Linked DNA regions of Bicyclus anynana: region 2 is linked to region 1. A link is a contact called in public Hi-C data. All regions are on one chromosome and are shown on one strand. The core of a region is the stretch at or near the end of the contact, and the rest is flanking DNA. Distances in the headings are between cores, read along the strand shown.

The links. A called contact is a pair of places that touch in the nucleus more often than the background predicts.
Region 2: a contact with region 1 is called in a Hi-C map of whole larva, with 6 times the contacts expected there. The contact joins the promoter of LOC112051097 here to the promoter of LOC112050051 in region 1. A contact is called at or near these places in 2 of 2 Hi-C or Micro-C datasets (whole body and whole larva).

What each region holds. Positions count from the first base shown.
Region 1 is chr3:7,464,930-7,472,330 of ilBicAnyn1.1, reverse strand. It overlaps LOC112050051 (transmembrane 9 superfamily member 4), which reads left to right and starts at 4,526. Exons shown (of 9, transcript XM_024088176.2): 1 at 4,526-4,683; 2 at 4,757-5,151; 3 at 5,266-5,421; 4 at 6,019-6,296; 5 at 6,738-6,941. The coding sequence starts at 4,675. LOC112050058 (neuroguidin) reads right to left here and starts at 3,352. Exons shown (of 2, transcript XM_024088186.2): 1 at 3,108-3,352; 2 at 1-2,603. The coding sequence starts at 3,116. The coding sequence ends at 1,722.
Region 2 is chr3:7,720,674-7,728,074 of ilBicAnyn1.1, reverse strand. LOC112051097 (V-type proton ATPase subunit d) reads right to left here and starts at 4,204. Exons shown (of 4, transcript XM_024089578.2): 1 at 3,963-4,204; 2 at 3,290-3,798; 3 at 2,956-3,210; 4 at 1,997-2,852. The coding sequence starts at 4,083. The coding sequence ends at 2,691. It overlaps LOC112051095 (pre-mRNA-splicing factor ATP-dependent RNA helicase DHX16), which reads right to left. Exons shown (of 5, transcript XM_024089576.2): 3 at 6,875-7,401; 4 at 6,369-6,771; 5 at 5,081-5,319. The coding sequence ends at 5,098. It overlaps LOC112051098 (probable tRNA(His) guanylyltransferase), which reads left to right. Exons shown (of 2, transcript XM_024089580.2): 1 at 1-532; 2 at 1,638-2,008. The coding sequence ends at 1,976.

The DNA.
Region 1 (7,401 bases), core at 3,277-5,776:
AAAATTATAATGGTACTTATGGCATTGTCATATAAAAGTAATGTAGCACCTCCCCGGACGTTATTACTAGTTCAGCAGCAAATAAGTTCCATAAAGGTGTTTTATCTATTTTTTACTTAGAATTAATGATTGTTAAAATTTTTAGCTTGAATAATAATAGATAAAATATTTTTTATTGTAACAAATGAGACCCTTATGTGTGATATTTAATTTTAATAGGAGCTCAAATATACTGTGCATGTGCAAAGTCCAACTGAGTACCCTGTATGCTAAAAGTTTCTATTCTTTATTATAATAACATATCTTATTTTATTTCTATATTTTATATGTATTACTTATTATTAGCATTTACATTATAGCTTAGGGAGGTTTAAATTTTCATCAGTTTGCACTACTCATAGAACCACATTAAATATAAGCTTCACAAATAATATTCAACATTAAAGACTATTAAAAATCCACCAATCAAATGATACTTTTTCGCTTGTTTCTTTGTGAAATTTAATTATATTTTTTATTATATGTATATTAAAAAATACAGTAATAATTATAGAGCCTTTTATAACCTATGTAGGTTTTTGGTATAATGATTAACTAAGTATTTAAAAAGTAGCAAAATCAAAATTACATCTGCTCAGTAAAATTTGTCATTGTAACTTATAATAATGTGGATTGTCACAATGTATTTACAGATCTTTTGGCTTTGTTTAAATATTTTTGTAATGAAGTCTGCACTTTTAAGGTCATAACATATAAGTACTTATTTAACAACACAAAGGGATTTTCACATTTGCAACTCAAGCCCATAAGGTATGAAATGACATGCGTTTTCTACCTTCATTTCTAATTTGTTTGTTGGTAAACAGTGCATATTGAGAATGGCTTTAGTATAGGAAAGGTGATACTGTGGCTGTCTCTTTCCAAGTTGATGTGTATTTATGACCTTAAATATCAATATTTTGAAAAATAATGTGCATCACAAGTAAATATGTACCTTTGACAGAATACATATACCAAGTTATGGTACTGTGTTTTATTTAAGTAGAACAGTATGGAGAATCTCTTTTCCTTAATTCTCCCAGGTAAATAAATCAGTCTGAATTACATATAAAACTTATTTTAAATAGTTAATTATAAGTTAATATAAAATGTGAAGTTATTTTTACTGTAATATTAATTTATAATATTATATTCTTATCAAAATTAGGTAAAATAATTATAATAATTTGTTTCTACACTTTTTAGATAATTAATTTTTGTAATTGATAATTAATTATTATTATTAGAGAAACATGCAGTGAAATGTGAGAACATTATAATATAATCAAAAGTATAGGTTTCTACCTATTTTAAGTAAACATCAAAGGCCTATTAATATGTAACAGTTTTTTAATAGTAACTAAAACTATGCACTGATTCTGGATTTATTGTCTTGACATTTGTAATTAGTTTTAATTTTCATTACAAAAATAACATCATCCCAAAATCAACATAATGCTTATAAGGGTGCCCTAATTTTGATAAGTTTATAACTATGAGGATTACTTATGAATATTATAAAAGTAGCTCATATTTTTTTTATTATTTAGGCAAAAATAAGCTTTAACAATTATTTCTTTCATTAAAAAGACAAATGAGGCACTTCTAAAAATGTATTTTCATGTGACTACACTTGATTTTAAAAACATGTAAGTAAAATCAAACCAAAGTAATTAATACAATCAATGTGTACGTCTCCTTTTGAACCCCTTACCTTTTTTGGATTTAATCTTGTGTTTCCGTGCAGCGCTACGAGTCCCTGTTACTTCATCAGCAAGCATACCTACTGTTGTTAATTTTCTCCTTCGATTTTTTTCAGCTTTTGTGACTGGTAAGCGAGTTAGATAGTTTTCTTCATACTCTGTCTTTTCTTGCTCATATTTTGATATGGAATGTTTGACATGATTTCCTGAGCTCATTTCTAGCGGTGCCTCTGAATACTCATCACGAAGTTCCCTTAATACACTAGAATTAAGAAATTGTTTTTTCGCTCGCTCTTTATTTTTCTTTTCACTTTCACTGCGTGATATACTGTCATCGTAATGTACAGCTGCTAGTTTAGGGGGTACGTATATGTTTGATTTGCTAGTCTTATCTTTCGTATCGTTACTGTCAGATTCACTGCTACTCTCTTCTCCACTGTTTTGTATTTTACTTACTAAGTTACCAGGATTAGCATGATATGATTGCGGGTCATCTTCTGCTGTACCAACTACTGCGGTTTTAACAAGTTTATCTATCTGATATTTGAGTTTAGAATCTATTGGACGAATTTTTTCAAGCACGGTTCTGATTTCAACAAGTCTGTCTATTGAAGGGTCAGACTCTATTTTTTCACCAGAACATTTTCTTAACACTATGTAAGTTAAATTTATTAAATAACTCAGAAGCATTTGATATTTCATTTCTAGAAAACTTAAACCCTTATCTGTAGAAATTTCTCCACTTTTCACACGCACCAACATATTATCCACTAGTTGTGAAACTTGTTGAATATTTGTATTCATTTCTTTGAGCAGTTTTACTGCTTGTGGCAAATCAGGTTGTTCCATCTCATCTGTAGCCTAAAGAAATATAAATAACTGTATTACAAATCATAAAATAAAATATTTTCTGTTTGAATTAACTCTTAAGTAATTAACCAACTAAGTTATTAACCAACTTCTACTTGAAACTTGAACATTAGTAGGGTGATTTAAGATTGTTTTAGAGTTTTAGACTCATATGATAGCAGATTATATTTATGTATCAAGAACTGGGATTAACAATGTTACTTGTGTTTCTATAGAAATGGTTCTGTAGTCAAGTAAATAAGATAACTAGAAAAGGCCAGCTGTTATGTCAATTATAAAACTGCATACTTAGAGTAAACCAAACAATATATGACTAATAAACTGGCTGGTTAATGTGGTTATATAGTTAATAATTAATTTTAAATTGATTAAATAATAATTCAAAGGAGTAACATAAGACATGGTATATGCGTTGAAAATAAAACTTTTACCGCGATTTAAATTAAAAGAATTTACTATTTACTGTCATAAAATGGAAAATAAATATAGACATACCTGAACCATGTTGATAAATTAAAGCAACTTGAAAGTTAAATAACCTCAATATTTTGTTTACTTATGAATATAGAAAAAATATTTCAATCTCGAATTGTGTGATCGCTTAGTAACATTCCACATACGAATGCCTGGAGAAATAGTTCAATAAAGTAAAATCATTCTTGCAAAAAATAAAACAAAACACCGAAAGACTGGAAAACGGGATGAAACCACAGATCACACAGACTGTAACACAACACAAGGAAGTCAAGGAGAACATATTTCACAGATGACGGAGCGGAGTATTAGTGTTCTGTGATGAAGACAGAAAGATTACAAACAAATGAAACCATAGACTATAGAGCATCAGCACAGCAGAGCCACAGATCCATATAGGCTACTTGCCTCTTTTGTAAACAGTGTTTATACTGAACTGAACTATGGAAGTATAAGCTTTAATTTATTTTGTCCCGTCAATAATAACCAGTAAAAAATTTAATATAAATGGAAAAATATCTACGTAAAATATTTGCCGCCGAAACACAACACATTAGCAAGTGACATCATTCATAGAGATAACAGCGTGATTGGCGTTCACAAACCAATGCCTTTTAGCGAATGACGTCAGAGTTTGTGATTGTCGTTTGCGGTGACGTGATGAAATTACAATTTTGTTTTAGAAAAATATTGCAATTACGAGATTAGATTAGAGTTTCGAAGCATTTAAACTGCCTATAAGCAAAAAATGTTCTTAGTTTTATACAGCAGGCGAGTGGCCTATTACAGGAACTTATTTCACACCTATGCCCTTAGATACATAGAGCAAAAAAACACAATTTAACCAAAGAGTACATTAAGTAAATGGGCACAGAACAGTGAACACTGCAATGGCATATTTTTCATTACTTACTTACGCGTACTTTTAGGACTAATAATGTTCTGTGCGTACTTTCCACAAACGATGACAACGATAACGCTCACGACTACACTTTTTTTTGGATCTAGCAACCTATTGCTACGCGAGCTTTGCAATCATGAATTCATATGGAATCGATATCATGGAGCGTTTTGATCGTTGGTGTAAATAATACCAAACAGCAATGTCAAAAAGGATTTCTTTTTTGAAGCCATTTTTTAAAAAACTTTCATTTTATAAACTCGATTAAACATTAGAAAATACCACTTACCATTTGATGTATACCATGTAATTGTCAAGTTTATGATTGCAACGCTCGCAAGCAAGTGAAACGGAAAAATCTGTAGTTGTGAGCGTGATCGTTTGGGTCGATAAGTAGAATGTAGCCTAGGCACATGCTGCTGTGTAGATAGATACCCAAAAGCTAAGAAAAAGAATTATCCCTCCACGCCCAAAAGAGTAAGAATTTAAAACCGCAAAAGTCTATCTGTGCTACAGTTCTGAGTTCATGTCATTGTCAAGTCAATCAAGTGTCAAACTGTCAATTGGTGTCAATAAAATTAAAATCTACTGTTCTCTGCCATTTACCATTTTAAAATTCTGCTTTAGCAAACATATTACTATGTTTGCCTATTTTTTGTTTGATTTTATATAAAGGACTAGTCAAATATGTTTTCAGTAAGTATATAACAGTATAAATTCTTTTATTGGCTACCCAAGGGAGTTAACTGCTAATTATATACTTCTTCAGTTTTCTTTTCAGATTCAATCAATATTCTTTATAGTGAATTTAATCATCTGCAGCTATGGTTTCTACGTACCTGGTGTTGCGCCGGTTGAGTATAGAAAAGGGCAAAGAATTGAAGTTAGAGCTGTTAAAATGACGAGTATACATACGCAGCTGCCGTACGAATATTACTCATTACCACTCTGTATACCAAAGAATGGAACCTTCCAGTACAAATCTGAGAATTTGGGCGAAGTATTACGAGGTGATCGCATTGTAAACACTCCATATGAGATACATATGGCTGAAAACATTAAATGCAAACTCTTGTGCCATAAACAAAATAACCCAATGAATTGGAACCCAGATGAATCTGATAAAGTTGCAAGTCGCATTGAACATGAATACTTTGTCCATTTGTAAGTTTTATAACCATTTTGAAATACTCATTAACTTTTCCTAAATATATATTTTGCTGGTGATAATGCATTATCCAGTGTATTGTGTGTATGAATGTGTACTTTTAATTTCAGGTTAGTGGATAACTTACCTGTGGCAACTAAAATTGTAAACACAGATACTTCAGAACACAGTATTGAACAAGGTTACCGTCTAGGATTCATGTCTAAGGGCAAAGCATATATAAATAATCACTTAAAGTTACTACTTAAATATCACAAACATAGCCAGTAAGTATTCACTTTTTATTATAAAACCTTCATAATTTATTATTTTATAATCCAATAAATACCTATTAAGAGTATTAATTATTATTGCATATACAAAAAAATATATAATACAATAGAAAAAAATATTTGTTAGCACAACAGAAAACTACAGAATAACTTAAAATATACATTAATTCTTAATATTATTTAATGTTTACCTTTGTAATTTTGTTGTGGCAATAAAATGGATCTGATTTATATAATGTGGTTGTGAGTACATCAATACCCACAATGCTGGTAAATTAGGGCTTGATGCCCTAATTTACCCCCTGAATAGGTGGGGGATGTTGTTCCAACAGTTTCTTGACAAGGTTTTTATTTGTCACATAATGCTGCAGATCTGTGTTGTGTTTTTATTCGTTTTTCTCTCATTTAATTCATTATCTTTTATTCTTTACATTTTTAACAATGTTAAATATAACATAAAACACTATTGAAAAATTATAAAAAAAATTAAATTAAATTTTGTAATTTTAACATAATGTGTATACTATACTGTCTATATTATGACTGCTCCTAGACTAGGCAAAAATTTAAAGAATCATTTGTATTTTACAGAGATTCATATAGAGTTGTTGGCTTTGAAGTGGAGACATATTCAGTAGACAAAAATGAATTGACATTTGCTGATGATTCATGCAGCTTTCCAACAGAATCGAGGCCACAGCTTGTTAATGAAGACACAGGAACAAAGTTATACTTTACATATTCTGTTGAGTGGGGGGAGTCGGACATTGAATGGGCGTCCAGATGGGATATTTATTTGGGCATGAAAGATGTACAAATACACTGGTTCTCTATTGTTAACTCAATAGTTGTACTTTTCTTTCTATCAGGTTTGTATTTGTTATACTACTCTCTTTACAATTGTTTTGGTATTCTTTGTGCTGGTTTCCTAAAAAAACATGAGTGAAAATGCAAGGCAAGGCTTCTAATCATAACAGCAATAAAATTAATGGTGCACTTTGCAACTGCAAGACACTAAGAAGCAGTGGAAAAGTTTGGAATATAGTTGTGGGTAACCTGAAGAAAACAAAATTCATACTGCATGTCAGGATTTCTCATATTCATACCTACTGTATACAATAATGAATATGTATGGATTTTTAAATGGTAACCCGACAGGAATCAATTTGTATAGACTCTTCACCGCTGCTAAGAAGTGAATATTATTTTCTTTTCTTGAATGGCGGCATGATAAAACTACTAAAATTTTACTATTTCATTGTTTGGTTTAAAATTAAAACATACAATATAAACTAATACATTGTTTCCAGGCATTCTAACTATGATCATGGTCCGTACACTTAGAAGAGACATTGCTAGATATAATTCAGATGAAAATATTGAAGATATGATTGAAGAAACAGGCTGGAAACTAGTACATGGTGATGTTTTTAGGCCCCCACCAAAGCGAATGCTGTTTGCTGCTGTTATAGGGAGTGGCATTCAAATTTTCCTTATGTCTCTGATAACTATTGGTAAGTGGATTGAATTAATTTTGTGTTGAAAACTAATATTACTAAAGATGCCCATAAAGTAGGGCATTTCAAGTTGTATCTCCTAAAGAAATAATAATGTAATATTACTTACGCCATTGTATGTCTGCAACTTACCATAATTTGCTGACAATATTGGTAATTAAGTTGTATTTTTGTATATGAGAATTTTAGCAAAAAATCAGGTTGTTACTATTTTATTATTAAATTTTGTTATTTTTAACAGGACCTTTAAGAGTCCTCTATTCTGCAGTACAGTCACAGGGTGGCATGTCATTTGAATTTACAATTATTTATTCTATGTAGATCAATTTTTTTTTTTTTTTTTTAGTTTTATAGATTTTGGTAGTTAGTGATGGACTGGGTAAAAACTATTTAACTTTTTTTCATATTATGAAATTTTTCATAGTCTTATTTTGTTGACCCCTCTATACTAATACTA
Region 2 (7,401 bases), core at 2,955-5,454, 260 kb before region 1:
TAAATTATTTAAAATGGCAAAAAGTTCATTTGAATATGTTAAAAATTTTGAGCAGGATGACACTCTGTTACCAAATTCATGGATTGTGGTCAGATTAGATGGTAAATGCTTTCACAAGTTTTCTGAAGATCATAATTTTGAAAAACCTAATGATTCAAGAGGATTACAATTAATGAACTATTCAGCTTATACTGTGTTAAGTGAATTCAATGATTTGTTGATGGCATATGGACAGAGCGATGAATACTCATTTATATTTAAAAAGAATTCAACATTATATAAAAGGCGAGCAGCAAAGCTTCTGACTACTATTAACAGCAAATTTACTTCATCATATGTTTTTTATTGGAATAAGTTTTTTAATGACGAATTAAAGTATCCACCAGTATTTGATGGTCGTATAGTTTTGTACCCATCTGAAGAGAATCTTATAGATTACCTTAAGTGGAGACAAGCAGATGTGCATATTAATAATCTTTATAATACAACATTTTGGACTCTTGTTTTACAGGGAAGTCTCAGTCCTGCTCAGGTACTTATTGAAATTATTTTTCTGAGTCACAGCCATTTGCTTTTTTAGTAACACGTCTGACGTTTGTGCGCTCTCTTTGTTTTTGCTCTTTCATTCACACTTTTGTGAGCTGTGATTTTGTGAAAGGTCGGACAAAGGTTCCAATTTCTGACACACATCAACTGACGGCTGATAATGGCTGTGAGGCTGCTGAATCTTGTGAGATAGAAGTGTCAACATATTTTGATGTTATAGACTATAAAGAAAATTAGGGTTCATTTCAGCTATTTCTCTATAGTCTATATATAGTATATATCAATATGGAATCATTGATTGAAATCAATCAATGATTCTATATTGATATATACTTTATTAAAAAGATAAACCAAGTTGATTTTATTCTTGGTCTTACTTGTTGGGTCCTAACAGCCCAGTGACTGTAACCTTAGAAAGACTTTGTATTATCATTATTTCAGCCTGGTCACTCACTGTACCTACTTTGCATAACTTCATCTTTCTATATCCATCCATCATCATCATCATCATCTCCTTACCCTTATCCCACTTAAGTGGGGTCGGAAAAATGCCAATCTTTTCCATTTGTCTCTATTACTCGTCAACTCACCATCCACTCCTTTTAAACATATGTCCTCTTTCACACAATCCAACCATCTCTTATTTGGCCTTCCTCTCCTCTTATGTTCTTCCACTTGCACATTCAACATGTTTCTAGTAATATATAAGCTAACCTTCTACTCCTCAATTTTTCCGTCACTGGCGCCACCTTTAGACTTCCTCTTATATACTCATTCCTTATTTTATCTATACTTGTCACACCATACATCCATCTCAACATACACATTTCGTTCACATGCATTATTTTACTATATGTCCCTTTCACCGCCCAACATTCTGATCCATTCAGCACAACAGGTCTTACAACTGTCTTTCCATATCCATCCATTTACATAAATATTATAAAGAAAAAATATTTGTTTGTTTGTTGCAAATAGGCTCCAAAAATGCCAGTATTTTTCAGTTAATACTGGTCCAGACCCATTTTAACCTTTTTTTACCAGTAATAAGTTACATTAGTTTTTTACATTAATCTACATTATCGTTTCAGGCTGAAAAACGATTGAGTGGCACAGTGTCTGCAGACAAAAATGAAATATTATTCAAAGAATTTAATATAAACTATAACAATGAACCAGAGATGTTCAAGAGGGGAACATTACTGATAAGGAAAACTTTATCCAATGAAGCTTCAAACAAAAACATTTCTGTTATTGTGGATGTCCACAGTGATATGTTGAAAGATTCTTTTTGGAAAGAACATTGTTATTTATTATCTAAATCCAAAATTCAGTATTTGAACTATGAAGGACCTTTAACAGATATTGTTAAAGAACAGATTGTTTGCAAAGCAAAAATGGCACAAGAACAAATTGAAATTAGAGTATAAGGATAGTAATTAAAACAAGATTTGAAATGTAACTGTTTTTATTTAATCAAGCTTCTAAACATAGTGTACACATTCTACAATGATTGTGACATCCCACAAATAAACAGTTCATTCCTAAATTTTCATGTACATAAATCTAATGTCATTCATTATTATATAAACTTTGAATGATATATTATGAACAATCATTAAACAACATAAATGTAGCTATATTTTTTTAAAACATGGAATCAACATTTACCTAGTTTTGCTGATAAATTTTGTGCTTAATTCTAAATATGAAAGGTATTTACATAAATAGCACAAATTTTTTTTATAAAACTTTGTTAGTCATAAGAAAATTGATTTATGAACGTAGCTTGTAATCATTATATTGAATACTGATGAGTCAAAAATAACTTTATTCTTCAACACGGAATGTCTAATTCTTTTATATGTGAATTTTAACAGTTAATTTTTAACATGCTTAAATTACAATAAATATAATATGAAGAAGCTTTAATGTTATTACCCATACTCATTTCATATTTTAATTAAATACTTGCTATAGACACAGCAACAATAATTTATAAATAAGATATTAAAAGAATTTTTATATATTAAGAGGTTATTCAATTGCTACAGTAATATATGAATGAACAAATTTTTGATAATTCTTAGTAATATATAAATTATTTACACTGCAAATAAGGTAATTCTTCATGTTAGAATTCTTTAGAATATGGGAATGTAGTTGTCAATCTTGGCTCGGTGTTTCTGAGCGACACACTCACTGATCCACACGATGTTCCGACATTCCTGTTCCTTCAGCTTGAGATATGAATAGAATACTCCAAAATGAAACTGTTGTAGAAATGCATTGACATTCAGGGTCACCTATAGGGAAAAAAATCAAATTAACACAGTTTTATTTATAAATGTACCTTTACTGTTTTTATCATTACATTGACAATTTCAGTTATTTTAAATTATATCATACCTCATGTTCAAAGAATTTGTCCTCGAGAGTTTTGTCGCCAACATTGTTGCCAGCACCTTCAAACAGTGCAGCATATTCGGCATAATATTCAGCCACTGCCTTCACCTGCTCATAGTCATCAGCACGTGCTAGTGCTGCCAATCCGTCGGGATTCAATTTGCCACAGCGAGGGTATAGCTTGGCACGATCATCCTTTGACAGCTCAGTGCCAAAAGAGTTGATAGTAATAATGATAGCACGGCGATCAGCTTCAAACTGAAAAAAACATAACTCTCAAAATAGTATTGCATGTTTAGTTTAAAATAAAAATTACTGATAAACTTCAAAAACTTACAGCTAGAATTTCACACATAACATCTGCTGTTGTTCCCCCAATCAGCTTGCAAAATTCATAAAAAGCTTCCAAGTAAGCCTTGTACAGGGTGTTACGAATGATCTCAATATTCATTTCATCCAAATCTTGTTCACTGATACAATCAACGAAAAATGGTGCCAGTGGAGTGTCAACTAGCACAGCATTGTATAGCTCAGCCGGAGTAGCAGCCACGTGTATGGCTTCCATCTGTTCAAAAGAGCCCAGTGGATGACACTTGGGGATAAGCTCTGAAATGGGCCTCTGGTGAAGGGTCCCAGTAATCAAAAGGATGATGTTATCAATCATGTAGCTGTATGTGATGAAATCCAAGAATGTTGACATTGGTTCTACCGAGTGATTCCTCAGATGTTGGAACTCAATGACCAACTTTTCCCGTAGTTTATCATCAATAGTCGACACAGAGAGAGGGCTGGGTTCATTTGCAAGAAAAGTGCCGTAGTCTGTTCCTTGTAAGTGCAGTTTCAAATCTGAAAATGAAAATATAAAAAGTGAGCTGGGCGGTGGTTGATGTTCCAAATAACCACTTCACCAGCCTCCAGTGGTCAAGGTCATTTAGAAACGCTTTTTGTACCTGGTGAGAGGATTGATCATTAAAAATTATGCTTTGGAAATAAAAATTACGACGAGTTACCTTCTAAAGTTTCGCATTGTACTAAATTCAAGTAGTCCGACTGTTTCAGGATACCACACTTAAATCCACGGCACAACCCCTCTAAGTACCCAGCATCAATATTAAAAATGCACCCTTTCATTTTTGTAAACCTCTATTTAGGTAAGAATTTAATCTAATAACTAATTTTTCTACAACAATCAAAAGAATGGAATACTAAGATGGAATCAATAGATCATAGAGTTCATTGATCATATGATACTTTCATAGACAAGAATGACATTCCATTAAATAGTGTTGCTACTGCTGGAACCTTTGACAAAGGCTGACATACTAAATATTTCGCAGCTCTCTGCTCTATTAATCTGTGTGTCTATCTCTATGGTTTTGTAATTTGTTTGGGTTTTTGGTTTTTGGATTCGGTTTGTGTGTGATTGTAATTATTTTTTAATTATTATTTTAAAATTGAGAAAAGATACGTTTGAATTCGAATGATAAAATGTTGCAAATGAGAATAAAAAATACTTTAAAGCTATTACACTTCCGAGGTAAAAACAACAACATGGATATCATTTCGAATATGCAATTTTTAAATTACCAGGTGTATTATTTAATAGTAAACCATTCAATGCCCAAGTCCAACCGTAGATGTATAATTTTCATGAAATGGTGATTACGTGGAGAGTAATTTGTATTTGAAATTATATTTCATTTCAGTAACATTTGCTAATAGGTTGGATACAAATAAATACTCACAAAAATCGACTACCGAGGCTGAAGAAGTACCACTGAAAGGCGAATCCAAAAGAATGACGGAGTTTAAAAAGAAATTAAGAGAAACTACACCAATTAATGATTTGGGTGAACAAGCAGAAATGAGGCCACCTAAGGAAGATCCACTGCCACCATGGCCTAATGAGACAAATCCTAACACAGGAGAAGTGGGTGGTCCCCGAGGACTAGAGCCGACAAGATATGGAGATTGGGAAAGAAAAGGAAGAGTAACAGATTTTTAAAAATTAGTAAAATAAATAATAATATAGAACTTTGATTTTGTTGTAGACTATAAATTTAAAGTGGCTGTGCATACTGTAGGTTACTAGTTACTATTTTTATTTTCAATGAATAAATTACAATAATTTAAATGCTTGAACTTTTATTGAGTACTAGATTTCCCAACAGTTTTAGGCATTTTCTTATTAGTTGAATCTTCTAGTTCTTTAGCCTTGTAGTAATGTGGTGCCACTTCTAGAAGCCACTTGCTTTCTATTTCTGTAACTTGTCTCATAAACTCCTTGGAGGTAAATACAAGCTCATGGTAGATTACCCATCTAGGTAACTCTTCAAATAAGGCACTGTTTGGATGAATCATAACAGTCTGAAATTAAAAAGATAATAAATATTTATCTTTAAATTACTTGTAAACAAATATGTCATATTTACTATAAAATATATAGTAGATATGTGTTAACATAGTATTAAGTGCTGGTGCTGCAATCAGCTGTATAGACTTTGGTCAACACTGTGTGGGTACAACAATAGTTGTTGGTCTTGAACCCACAACCTCAACCCATCTTAGCGTTGAGCCCAGTTAACCAAAGAGCTAATGAGGTTTTAAGTTATCTGGTCACCTGATATGCTGATTTGATCAACACTTTTATTTAGCATAACAAATTAAGTACACTTAACACTCTCAGGTCAGAGTTAATTGTGTGTTATGTAAAATGCCATAATAGGGCATATTCCAAATGAGATTGCTCAGCCAAATTATTGTTTGAGACTATGATTAGTCAGCTAAGATTAAGCCAATATTATATGTACAAAAGGTTTTTTATTGATCCATCAGCAAGTATCTGTGAGCCTTATCTATCATCTTGCTCACCTACCATTGCATAAACACAGAACAAGTAAGGAAAATTAACATCAGTTACCTTCCACCTACATAATGATGCTGCTTGCCAGTAATACTTCCCCAGGTGTACACTATGGCATTAAAATATACTACTGCTTATTTGTTTCATTGGAATTATATATGTATACTGTTCATCATCATTAGCAGCTGATGGACATCCACTGCTAGACATAGGCCTCTTGCATGTACTTCCAAACAAAAAGATCTTGAGATACCAGCATTTAGCAGCTATTATTATACAGGGTGCTCTGGAGTATTTCCCATAACTTCAAGGTGTTGACGAGTCCACATAAAGGAGCCAAATTGCACAACTAATATTTCTTAACTAAAAAATATTTTTTTTTACATTTTCATACAAAGTACTCCTTTATCTATCCATGTATTAAAATACGTAAAACACGTCATAATTATAAGGATGCCTTTATGGGATGTATTTCAAGATCTATTTACAAAAGAAATACTCTCCAGCAAAATGTACAGCATATTGTTAATATAATTAAAATGTAAGAACTTACTTGATTATGTTTTACAGTTTTATAATGTCCCCCTTTAGAGAATTTGGCGATGTGATAAAAATAGCCTGCTGTGATAGCTTTGCGGATATTTGTGTCATCTGCTATACTTGATACCATTTCAATTTCTACTCTTTCCATAAGACCCACTAATTGTTCTCGCACATCACGAGCTCTCTTCATAGACCTGTATTGTATAAAATTTTCATAACACCATTGTATAGAATAATCTGAATCAACCCATTGGTTATATACATTCATCAATGTTAAATGATCACCATGTCTATGGAAAAAGTTTTTTCTTGCAGTGTCAGCATGAATAATTTTGTCTTTTGGTCTGTAGAAGACTGAGCTGTTCACTGATAACATAGCCGCAATAGAAACTATTTCTTCTGAACATTTGTATCTGTAAATAAATATTTAAAATTTAAAGACATCTATTAATAGACATATACAAGTAATCATGTAAATTTATTCATTTTATTTTTTATACTAAAAATGTAACTTACTTTTCACTTGCTAAAAGCATTTTTGCTAACATAGGATCTGTAGGAAACTCAGCCATTCTTCTCCCAGCTTTGGTCAATTCTCCATGGTGGTTAAGTGCACCAAGTGCATACAATTGCTCTAATGCAAGGACTAAAGTTTCATGAGGAGGGGGATCCAGAAAATCAAAGTGTATAAGATCATTGATACCTAAAGCTTTCAGTGTAAGCACAGCATTTCCTAGATTAATTCTTTGAATTTCCGGTACAGTGTTGTCTTCTAGTTCATACTTATATGCCCATGCTGTGTAAAGTCTGAAACATTTACCTGGAGCAACTCTGCCAGCTCTACCAGCTCTTTGATTCGCTGATGCTTTAGAAATTGGGACCACCATTAAACTTTCCATACCAGTTTTGGAATTAAAATTATTTTGTTTAGCAAACCCTGGATCAATAACATAAATAATATTGTCTATAGTAAGTGATGTTTCAGCAATGTTGGTAGCAAGTACTACTTTACGAGCTCCTTCAGGAGTGGGCTCAAATATTTT